Regions from separate parts of the Mus musculus genome. Here regions 1 and 2 are each linked to region 3. The links are chromatin contacts, called in public HiChIP or PLAC-seq maps. All regions are on one chromosome and are shown on one strand. Each heading gives the region's core, a stretch centred on a gene start, on an enhancer-like site or on the middle of the called end of the contact. The rest is flanking DNA. Distances are from core to core; before and after follow the strand shown. Region 1 holds the start of AI597479 (expressed sequence AI597479). Region 2 overlaps Fhl2 (four and a half LIM domains 2). Region 3 overlaps Uxs1 (UDP-glucuronate decarboxylase 1).

Region 1 (3,591 bases), core at 989-3,488, 670 kb after region 3:
AAAAACCCAAACCAAAAACCCTTTTAGTCACAAAGGATTAGATTATCAACCACAAAAAAAAAGTACCTTTTGGTGTCATTTTTCACTTCATGATGCTCTCTTTTCTTCTCCATCATCTTCCCCCATCTATTCTTTGGCAAATCCCTCTGAGGCAACGGTATGGCATGCTGGACGTAAAGGTCGGTAAGGTTGTCTTTGTTTACCCTTACTTCATTTTCAACTGCTATGTTCTTCTGTGTGAAAGAAAACAAAAATAACTTCAAAACGCCATCTTTCATTTAAAAGCTGCCTAGCCATGTAACACGGTGAAAGCGTTATGCTTGAGTAAATTATAAAGCTACTTTCACACTCACTAAGAGCCAAACTGTATTATTAGATAGGGTATTAAAGACCCATTAAATTCTATCAAGTTCAGCTTCATCTTAGAGTGACCACGTGCCCTCACTGAGAGGACTGCTGGCCAAGTCCAGAAGTAGAGTCCATTTAGGCATATATTCCACCACCTCACTACCTTCTTAATCTAAATAAAAATGGGACATTGCCTGAGAAAAACAGATTAAAAAAAAGCAGCTACTGAGTCGGACCATTACACTGGTGGAGTAGGAGCTCAGTCTCAGTCTGTGTTTATGTCTCATGTTTCCTTTAATGTGGTGGGTGCCTGAATTTGTTTTGTCTTGGTGCTGGTGTCTGAACCCAGTGCCTTAAGTACACCAAGTACTGGCTTTATTATGGAGACCCCCCCCCCACCTCCAAAACACACACACACACACACACACACACACACACACACACACACACACACAGCACTACTGCAGAAGAAAACTTAACTCTCCATTCTGATGACAGTAACAATAGACCATTAGCAGTCTGCCCCACCGCATTTTCACCATTCAATTCACAGTCCAACCATTTAGGCATATTTATATATATATTTATATGCCTAAATAACTTAAATAACTTATTCTCTCTCATATCCCAGTTCTGTCTCAACATCTTGGAGCACAATATTGCAAAAACACACAGGAAAAATTGGGGAAACGTATGCTTTGCAAAAATGGAAAAAAAACAAAAACAATGCCAGCTGTTTAGTTTGATTTCATTTTTAAGTTGTTGAATCATCTTATTCCTCTTTCATACAGTATATTGCTGGCTTTCAACTTGCATTTACTCTGGGATGGGAGTATCTGAATACACTTGGACAACATTCCCAGAGGATGTCATCTGCTTGGATGGCACTGAAGGGGCTGCCTTCTGGCAGCAGTGCTTACAAGTGCTGTCCTTGGGTCATCAGCAAGAACTCGTTAAAATACAGTATCAGGGCACATTTGGAACGAACTTAATGAGAAGCAGATGATGGGGCTCAATAACATGTTTTAGTAAGCCTTTGATTATCCTGGTGTGAGTAAAAGATTGAGAATCACAGGTTAAAAGTCATTATTAAAATAGTGACTGAGAACTTCAAGAAATTAGAGAAAGATACGGTACTGGGGGGGCAAAACCACATGGAATACAAAACGTGCCACATAAAACTCTAAAGAAACTTTCAGCAGTTCTGCCATTTTAAATAAAACATCACACTTTTCTTTTATGATCTGCTATTATCTTAGGTCACACCGCAGGGGCGGCGGGGGGCGGGGGGGGGTGCATGCACCACCTGGAAAGCTAGGTGCTTTAAGTTCTCCAAACGGTTACTGTGTCCTGATAATGATCTTAAGAAGTAGGTCCATCTCTCTGAGACCCGAGTGTCTGTCTCTAAGAGAGGCGAGAAGCTACCTAACAGACTAATTTTCAGATGTTTTGGATCCAGCCCTGATTGCCCCAGACTTCTTCCCTCCCGGTCTGTTCTTCTAGTCTATCTCTTCCGCAGGCCGTTGCTTGCACACAGGCAGCGGAGGTCGTCTGTCACACCCTTTCCGAGCTCTAGAGGATTTCCCGGGGGTTCCAGTCACTCTCTGGAGGCTTCCTTTGGGGATCAAGGGAGGCAAGCCCCATCCGATCAGTGTGGGCGGGGAGCGGCCACGAGCCTCCCGCAGGCCTGCCTGTCCCCGGCTGCCCGTCCGTCCTCGGTCGGCCCGAGCGCCCCACCTGCTCCAGGGTGAGGAGGAGGAACTCCTGGGATAGCAGCTCAGGGTGCAGCAGCAGCTCCGCGTCCGTACAGCTGCGACCGCCCACATCCCCCGCCATGGTTGTCGCCAGGAGACCCCCTGGCCGGCCTCCCACAAGGCACTGCGGCGGAAGCGTCGCGGAAGTGACGTGAGGGGGCGGGACTCTGGTGTCACTCAGCGCGCCCGAGACGCGATGCTTTTCCCAGAGAGTAGAGTTTATGGCTGGCCGACTCGGCTGACGCACCTCAGCCAAGAGGACGAACTGGGACTGAGAGCGGAGCAGAGTCCTGCCCGGGCTGCGCCGAAAGCACCGGAGGCTAAGCAACGCGAGCTGGCCGCCATTGGTCCCGCCCCCTGTGACGTCCCATGGCAGAGGCCTCAGGGATTCTCCCGACTGCGTGGAGAGACAGAATGGAACAAGAGGGCAGACAGCTGTGACCCCAGATGGCATTGTCATGTCTGAAGCCATGCTTCTTTTCGCTTTTTACAATGTCTCAATCGTTTATTGCCTAATCTCCCTTCTACATAAAGTAAGCCCAAATAACACTCTGTAATCCCCTCTCCTCGGACATGGTAAGCATCAAGTATTGTTCCCTGGAAAGATCTTTAAACCGACCAGCTTACGTGTGGGAAATAATAAGAGAAAGTAGTAGCGCCAGTCCAGCGACTGTTACACTACTCCCCAGATCAGCCTGATGTGCTACTAGAATGCTTGTTTCTGGTATGAGGAAAATGAGCAATAGGACGGATAATTGGAGATCACAGACTGGCAGTGACAGGAACCAAGCAAACTGCCTTTGCGCTTACTAATAATTACAATGAAGTCGTGGTTTTTACTTTAACAAAATATTGTAGGCTTCAACTATATTCTAGTATTTGTGTGAGAAATCTCTTTCATCATTCATAGGAGACAGAGTCCTCAAGTTTTTGCACATTAAAAGGTTGTACTTCATACCTGTTATGAGAGCATAGTTTGTATGCTCTATAATGTATCGTTTTATTGGAAACTGTTGCATTGTTTATGAAAATATGAACTACTAGGAGTCTACCAAAAATATGCTTGAAAGAGTGCTGAAAAATAAATGAGATGTTAAATTAGTAATGAGAGACATCTTGTAAAATTTTCCAGTTTATGTGATGCTTTCAGGGAAGAAACAATTACAGAGCTGGGAGGAAATTTTAATGTTAGTGCTTAAAAATATTCAATCCAGTCCTTTTATTTTTGTGTTTGGAAAGCTGATCTAAGTGACCTTCCCTGAAAGGACAAGTCTTAAAGCTGGGCCAAATGTTCTCAAATGGGATTAAATGCCTTAGCTTTGTAACATTATTGTGCTAGTATATATTCAAATTAACCTTTATATTGTCGTATAATAATGAGTCTGGCATGGATGGCATCATTGGCTCCATTTCCTTCACTATAAGGTTATACTAGTTGCTAGAGTAGCTGTTTTGCAGGAAACTTGAACTTACAACCAAACCCAGTTTT
Region 2 (3,891 bases), core at 196-2,695, 630 kb after region 3:
TCTGCAAGTGGTGTATGAACACTGTTATGCTGTGTGGTGTAATGACAGACGTCTGTATACGTTCTCTAGTGGATATAATTATTTTCTTTGGGGACTCTTGATCTGCGGTTGGTTGGCCAAAGATATACAGCAGCTTGTGGCTAGAGAGAACTAGCCAGAAAAGGAATGCCAGCAATTCCCTGGAAATGCGTCTCTTCCCCTGCCTCGCTCGCTTCTCCCAGTACACGTGCTTTCTTGATCTGCTCTGCTTGCTGAATTTACACTCGGTTATTTCAACAACTATGATTTGTGCTCTGGTGTGCCAGGATGGGCCAGGAGTTGCATGTTGCTTAGCTTCACCCTCTGCCTGACCTCATGACGTTATGTCCTAGATAGACAGACATCAAAAAAGGACAGAACCACAACTGGGTTAAGAACTATACGCAATGATACTATGTCTCTTTTTTTACCTGAAGAAGATGAGTCCCCCCCTGTCTCTCTCTGTCTCTCTCTCTCTGTGTCTCTCTGTCTGTCTATGTCTCTCTCTGTTTCTCTGTCTCTCCCTGTCTCTCCTCTCATCTTGACTTTATATAGGACAAAGGAATCTCTTATTTGTAAAAAGTGAGTGATATCGGGGCGTGGTAGTGCATGCCTTTAATCCCAGCACTTGAGAGGCAGAGTTTGAGGCCAGCCTGGTCTACAGAGTGAGTTCCAGGACAGCCAGAACTATACAGAGAAACCCTGTCTCGAAAAACCAAAAAACCAAACCAAAACAAAACAAAACAAAAAAAGTGAGTGATAGACCAGGTATGGCGGGGTACACCTTTAGTCTCAGTATGCCAGACATAGAGGCAGGCAGATCTCTGTGACTTAGAGGCCAGTCAAGTGAGTTAATAAAAGTATAGGGAGGACTGCTGTAGCTCCATGCCCACTGTGTGGGTTTGATTACCATCACTGAAAAAATGCACACAAATACACATATGTAAATATGGGATTTGAGAAGCAAGTCTTATCATACACATGATGTAAAAATGGACGTTAGAACATCTCAGAGAACCTGACCTAGGATTCTGATGCCTAGCAGTTTAGAGGGTGGTATGATTTAGAACACGGTACTAGCACAGGTGGTAGGTTCAGAGCCAGGTAGCTTTCAGTGTGTCATACTCACACATGTACCTACTGCTTGACATGATGGCTTTGTGTAGCTCCCGGATAAGTACACAAAGCCCACAGAGAGTATCCAGCCATGGGCGTGCAAATAGGACCAGGCAGGTTGGAAGCAGCGGTAAGCAGATCACTTAGATGCAGGGGTCCAGCAAGCTGATTGAGGACAGAGGAAAGTGTGAGTAGATGGAGTTTGGGGAAATGTAACTTTGGGCAATATGGGCTCTGAACCACTCATGTGGAGGAGGCTGATGGAGCCTGTGCAGACAGTGGTCCAAGCAAGGTCATCAGGCGCCCTCTAGTGGACAAACTGGGTATAGGCCGTGAACTCAAATAGCTTACAAGGCAATTTGTATGTTAATGCAGTCCTGAACCCCGGAAGTTGGGAAGCTGAGGCAGGAAGACAGTGCATTCCAGGCCAGCCTGGATGGCACAACCAGATTTCTATGCAAGATAACTAAATAGTTTAAAGTGTCAAGACAGCCTCTTTGAAATCCTTTAATCAGAGGGAGGTTTAGAATCAAGGGGAAGCAGACATATTAAGAAACTTTAGAATCACCAGGTGTATCCACTCTGTGGCCCACAGGATTTGTATGTCCCAGGACAGCCATAAATGTCATGTAACATGTTTGTAGATCACAATAACAATTGCTGTATCAGTAGTTTGCATACCTCGGGACCACAGAAATATTAAGTAACTACTAAAGTGTGTATGAGATTTTAAAAACATGAGTTAACCTTGAGATTCTGAGTTGTAAAGTATATGTTGAGAGAATGATCCATGCTTGCGGTTTAGTTGAAATTTCTTAATGTATTAGCTATTTTAGCACTAATAATATTTAATTATCACAATACCTATAATTTTAACTCAGTTTTGGAACTACTTAAGAATTTGAAGTTTGTTAATCAAAGAACTTTTAAGTAAAGCTATCAAATATGTTAAACTTTAAAGAGAAGTCTAGACAAAATTCAGTTCACTCCACTGATAAATGCGAGCAACATAACGCCATTTAAAAGGATTATTTTTCTTTAAGAATCCTATTCGGTCTCAGGTGCGATGGGACACACCTTTAATCTCAGCACTCTATAGCTGGAGACAGAGCAGATCTCTGAGTTCTAGGCCAGCCAGTTACAAGATGGGGGAGGGGCAGTAAGAAAGCTCAATTGATCCCACCACTTCAGTCTTCCAAGTAGTAGGAACTAGAGGTATCACTTATCATCATCACCATCACCATCACCATCACCATCATTTCTTTACATGTAAAAGCTATAGAAGTTAGGGCTGGAAAATGGCTCAGTCAGAAAACGCCCGTTTCTCAGCACCTCACAGGGGTGTGTAAACCGTGAAATCCCCCTGTCAGAACAAATGGGAGGTTAGAAAGGGCTTTAAAGAAGTGCGACTGCAGAGTTCACACTCATCTGACAAAGCGGATGTTGACCGATGCCCCTCCTCTCCCTCTGCACTGACTCATTGATGCTTTAGCCACATGTGGTCCTGTGGCTAGCAGTCTTCCTCACACAGGGAGTCCCACGTTGTTCTGTGACCACCCTCAAAGGCACAGCTCACAGAAACGAGGAGCATTGATTGGCCATTGGAATCAAGTGTATATCAGGCTCCAGTCGCAGCCACAGTAATTCCTTTCCACAGATGTGTAGTGCGCCCCCATGCGGCAGGGCCACGTGAGTGCTTCATGGCGATTTTGTTGGAAAGAGGCTGTCACCCTTTGTTTCTGTTTGTTTCTGCCCCAACTCAGATACAATAACCATTTTTACCAAGGGGAAGAAAAAATACAAGTCCCAGAAGCAGTTACGTCCTGAAAGAAGAACGGGCTGGAGGTGGAGAGGGTACCCGTTCTCCCTGGGTGTTTCTAAGTGTCTGCTGTGTGAGGAACATGGGCTCTTCAGTGCTGACTATAACATCTGCCAGTGAATGTGTCTTCGTGTACAGATGAAGATGCGTGATACAGAATCTGGAAGATCACAGCCAACCTTGACAGATGATTGAGCCTAAAGTCCTAGTGAGAGAAAAAAGATGATGCAATTCCTGAGGGATGAAACCTGAAGTTGGCCTCTGGGCTCTACACATATGCATGGCCTACACACACACTCTCACACAAACACATGAGCACACGTGTGCACATGCACATGCATGTGTACACACACACACGAGAGAGAGAGAGAGAGAGAGAGAGAGAGAGAGAGAGAGAGAGAGAGAGTTAGAGTTGTCAAGGGTTTTTGAGTTTGTAGTTTCAATGGATCGAATACTAACTCTAAGATCCAGGGCCACCATAACCCTGTGTCGTCCTATGTAGCAGGGCCCCATCGATGTGTGAAGAACACGATGCTTAGGAGACAGTTTTAAGTCAGATTCTGACTTGTGGTGCTGTGGATGTTCATGGCCTCCTACACGCCAGTGAACACCCTGCTGCTGAGCTCCATCCACACACTCAAGCTCCCATCCTTCTGTGGGAGAGTGACTAACTTTCTGTTTTATTTCTGGCTTGCATTGCTTTTGGCAAAGAGGAGGGACTGCAGAGTTCTGGGTGACAGACTGACATATGGGAAGTATTTGGGGAAGATATATGGGGTGAGAAGTAATACTTTTCCAAAGGAGATAATTAGACCTTCAGTAAGATAGATTCTTATTGCTACAACATTTTTCTGGTTAATACGACTTTTAAATGACACACTGTGACGGGAACAGAAGCACCCTGTCTGAAGCACAGCTGGGGAGGGGTGGCGAAGACA
Region 3 (4,044 bases), core at 1,468-3,967:
ACAGTTACATATGAATGGTATTGCCAGCCATTTCTACATATCTTCTTGTTTTCAAAATGATATGAGCTCTTTTCCAGTACTGTGAGAGAGTCGGGAACAGCATGCTTCCCTACTGTCATATTGTCCACCATCAGTTAACCTCCATCAGTTAATGTCTGCCTCTTTTTGCAAGGCCTCCAAGTTGGTGTGGTTAATTTTTAACATCTATTTATTACGTGTATGTGTGTATTTATGTTCCTGAGTGTGGGTCATTACATGTTTGTGGAGGTATTGGGAACTTGTTTCCTCCTGCGGTGTGCTAAGAGTACAGGTGGGCTGCCATGCCCGTCTGGTTTCTGTGTTGGTCCAGGGGCTCTGGACGACTTCATCCTTGTACAGCATGCACTTACCTAGCCACCTCCCTAGCCGTGATAGATTTTAGAAATCATCCTCTTTGAGGTCCATATTATCTTTTTTTTTTAAACATATTTCCCTGTTTCCTATGTGCTTTCTTTATTAATCATAGTTACACTGGGTGCTTCAGCCATGAGTGTTTTATCTTGTGCATCATCTCACTCACAGACCGAGAGGCCACGGTTCCCAGCCTGGCGCTACCATAACCTGAGCTGGAGATGGATGGATGGGCATTCAGTTCTCACCTCCGACCTCTGACCTCTGACCTCTGGGACGGGCTTGTATTGTAGCTCTGGGCTGTTGCCTTAGGGAGTGCAGTAGAAGGCAGATTGCTTGGTCAGGTGAAAGCCCTGTGTTGTTCCATTTTTCTCACTAAATTTGTGCTTGGGACCAGCACTCTCTGGTTCTCAGGAACTTGTTTTCTTTGTTCGTCCTTTGCTTCTTTCTTCTTTCTTTAATTGAAGCAGGACTTGTAGGAAAATAACCATGGACATGGAATGTAGCTTTAGGACAACTATGTATAGATGTGCTGCCCACCCTGGGAGCAATGTTGCCAGGCCCACATCTAGCCTGTGGGCAATATGGGAGTTCTCTTGGCCCCTGACTATTTGTTTCTGACCATCAGTCATTCTTTTATGTGGATGATAGTACGACATGAAGCTACAGTTCCCTTTTTATGATGGGCCTGGAGCACTTAGCTTCCTTAGCTTTTTAATGCAAAATAACTTATGTGGGTATCAGGCTCTAGACCTCTCTGCTCTGTTTCTCTGCCAGAGGTAGACATGAATTCTTACAGATGTAGCATAAGTCATGGTGTGAGCTTCCAGCTTTCTGTCCCTATTCTCCGGGTTGTAAATAGTGGGCCCCCACACAGGGGTATGTTGCTGTCACTCTAGCTCTACCTCCTAATCCATTGGGCACTTACTCTGAGCGTGTAAGGTAACCCCTGTAGAGAAGGGAACCCATAGCCTGATTACCAAGCCCCCTGCCCTGCTGGGCACCATGGTGTCCTGCCTGTCAGGATATGCTGCTGGCTAGAGGTGACATAGTACATGGGGTTACCTTGCATGCTTAGGGTAAGTACCCAAAGGCTCGGGAGCTGGGGCTAGAGTGACAGCAGCATGCCTCAGCTTTGCTGAGGCTGGGTTTCCTTAGTCTTCCCTCCTTCCACCTAGCATGCTTGAGGTAAGGAGAGTGGGCTCCAAACTTGCTCCCAGGTTCCTGGCTCCTAAGTGGAGCTTGAGATACCTATATACAACATGCTCTGCCCTGCTGTCTTGACAGGCTGCTGTGGATAAGTGTCGTAGTTAGGGTTTTGCTGCTGTGAAGAGACACCATAACTGAGGCACTCTTACTAGGACAACATTTAACTAGAGCTGGCTTACAGGTTCAGAGGTTCAGTCCATTATCACCCAGGCAGGAGCATGGCAGTGTCCAGGCAAGCATGGTGCAGGAGAAGCTGAGAGTTCTACATCTTCATCTGAAGGCTACTAGGAGAAGACTGGCTCCCATGTGTTTAGGAGGAGGGTCTCATTGCTCACCCCCACAGTGACACAGTTCTTCCAACAAGGCCACACCTCCTATTGTGCCACTCCCTGAACCAAGCCATAATCAAATCACTGCAATAAGGAAGTATCCAGTGAGGTGGCATAGCTCTGAAGCCGAGGGCATCAAGTCTAGCAGTAAGCACAGTTTTTGACAATGCCCAGAGCAGCAGCCCATGCATTGTTTACTCTAGGTATCAGTTGTTCCTTAGCCAGAGCTTAGTACCAAGTTGCTACATGGTAGCATCAATTTTGAGTTCTAAATATAAAGCCTTTTCAGGTAGTTTTAGAGAAAAGTATTTTAGTTGTTAGGATTTATGCTTTTAGAAAATCCTGAGTCATGTTTATATTAGCAGAGTATTGATTTGGTTATTTTAGTCACTACAGATTTTTACATACAAGAATGCATCCTTTTTGTTAATGATTATCTTTTTTCAGGGCTGTACATGGAGTGTAAATAAATAAATCTAATGTAAGGAATGAAAATGTAAACAAGATAAATAGAAGTCTGCATTGCCTTTTTATTAAATAAAATGTTGCCTTTTAACAATTCTCTTTCAAGATTCTCATAATTAGTGAAATACCCAGATATATTCAACATAAAGTTTTATTTCATTGCACATCTTTTAATGGGGATCGAAGGGCAAAACAGAGCACCCTTCATGAATAGTTTGGATCTGTCAGAGAGGAAGTAGGTTGGTGCTTCTGTGTGCCTGTGGGCACGGAGTCTTTGTAATGTGGGGGTTTGCCCTGGGGCTGTTAGTCAGGGCTTAGGGCACGTTTGTACTCCTAGCCTTCTGTGAGTATACCTCTGAAGTCATGGCCCACCCACTTTCTGAACTGAGTCTGCATAACAGGCTACCATTCATAAAACCGCAGACCAACAGAGCAGAAAGAGAACTTAGAAGTTACCTGGGGCAGTAGCCTTGAGGGCATATTTACTTTTTGGCATTAGCATACTTTAAAAAAGAAGAGTTGCTATGTATATGACACTAGAGGGCTTGATGTGTTTGCTGGCCCTGGCCTTGTTCCCAGGGTGTCTGCTGCCCACATCCTGCTACCCCACATAGGCATCTGCAGTGTGGTATTCCCTCCCTACTAGCTTTGCAGTGCTGTCAGCATATCCAGACACATAGCAACCGTAAGAAGTTTACTTATTAATGCAGTAGTCCCTGTTATTTTTGAGGGAGATACACTTCTACACCCCAGGGGATGTCTGACTGAAAAGTGCAGGAATCTATATATGTTATGCTTTTTCTGAACATGTATAACTATGTTAAAATTTAATTTATAAGTTAGGCATAGTAAAAGATTATTTGCAGTTACAAACAGACCAATTGTAGCAATATGCTGTGGTAAAACTCATAGGCACAGGCTGCCTCCTATCTCCCAATGCTACACTCACTTCTGGCTGACTGTGGGTAACTGAAACCATGGCTAGTGGATCCACTTCACTAAAGCAGATGTGCTGAAGAGGATTGTCAGGGAGCTGCAGCACAGCTGCCTCACCCAGCCTTATGTGGCTTTTCTGCCACCCTCCAGAATGAACGTGAGCATCCCTCAGCCTAGTGAATTGCACTCCTCAGTGCAAGACCTCGGTGTGTGAGAAGCATCAGAGAATGAGATGACTCAACCTCCTTTCCCCATTGATTCACACATTTTCAGGGTACAAGAAGACTTGGACATATGGCAGAGTAGGGCTACCATTTATGGGAGCACTGTATATAGTTTTCAGGTCAGTATAACTCAGGCTTCTCCTGCAGGACAGGCGATCTTTGTGTAATGGAGAGTGACACTTTTCTGCGTAGACCCGTTCCTCTGTCCTTTGAGGACTTCCTGTCATTGAGCAGTGATCAAAGCACAGCATCTATGACTTAATAGGACACTGTTCAAGGCATAGCTTATGTTTAAGAGCAGTCTTAATGGAGAGCCCATTTTACTCTCTACCTCAGGACTTGACCATTATAAAAGAAGCAATGGGATATCCGATGGCACCTTACCCTTGTGGGTGGTACACTAGTCCCAACCATTGTTCTCCCTCAAGCCTGTGATTAATCTTCCCCAGAGTGCTGTGGGATTCCACCATATCGTCCTGTCGTTCTGGTGG

What was found. HiChIP or PLAC-seq counts read pairs in DNA pulled down with a chosen protein or histone mark.
Region 1: an H3K27ac HiChIP or PLAC-seq map of double positive thymocytes shows a contact between it and region 3, with 4 times the contacts expected there. The contact joins the promoter of AI597479 here to the enhancer-like site in region 3. A contact is called at or near these places in 2 of 39 promoter capture datasets (3T3-L1-derived adipocytes and HPC-7-derived erythroid cells), 15 of 115 datasets of contacts at active chromatin or transcription factors (the 230-238 cell line, the SCID.adh cell line, T-cell acute lymphoblastic leukemia and 11 more) and 3 of 9 other capture datasets (adipose tissue, liver and macrophages).
Region 2: an H3K27ac HiChIP or PLAC-seq map of T-cell acute lymphoblastic leukemia shows a contact between it and region 3, with 12 times the contacts expected there. The contact joins two enhancer-like sites. A contact is called at or near these places in 1 of 15 datasets of contacts at CTCF or cohesin (pro-B cells), 5 of 484 Hi-C or Micro-C datasets (DN2 thymocytes, the N1E-115 cell line, double positive thymocytes and 1 more) and 4 of 115 datasets of contacts at active chromatin or transcription factors (T-cell acute lymphoblastic leukemia, effector CD8 T cells, fibro-adipogenic progenitors and 1 more).

The regions. Positions count from the first base shown.
Region 1 is chr1:43,097,357-43,100,947 of GRCm38.p6, reverse strand. It overlaps AI597479 (expressed sequence AI597479), which reads right to left and starts at 2,238. Exons shown (of 4, transcript NM_133818.1): 1 at 2,086-2,238; 2 at 67-233. The coding sequence starts at 2,184. It also overlaps a transcript of Tgfbrap1 not described here.
Region 2 is chr1:43,137,350-43,141,240 of GRCm38.p6, reverse strand. The region is part of intron 3 of Fhl2 (four and a half LIM domains 2); the gene reads left to right. Among named protein-coding and RNA genes, the nearest start is that of Fhl2, 25 kb to the left of the region's middle. Within about 2 kb of position 1,445, at least 32 of the 459 cell types and tissues checked have an H3K27ac peak or open chromatin away from gene starts, as enhancers often do. A contact at or near this core is called in T-cell acute lymphoblastic leukemia and pancreatic cancer cells, where this site is marked.
Region 3 is chr1:43,767,529-43,771,572 of GRCm38.p6, reverse strand. All of the region lies in intron 9 of Uxs1 (UDP-glucuronate decarboxylase 1), which reads left to right. Among named protein-coding and RNA genes, the nearest start is that of Ecrg4, 39 kb to the right of the region's middle. Within about 2 kb of position 2,717, at least 67 of the 459 cell types and tissues checked have an H3K27ac peak or open chromatin away from gene starts, as enhancers often do. A contact at or near this core is called in T-cell acute lymphoblastic leukemia, double positive thymocytes, memory CD8 T cells and 2 more, where this site is marked.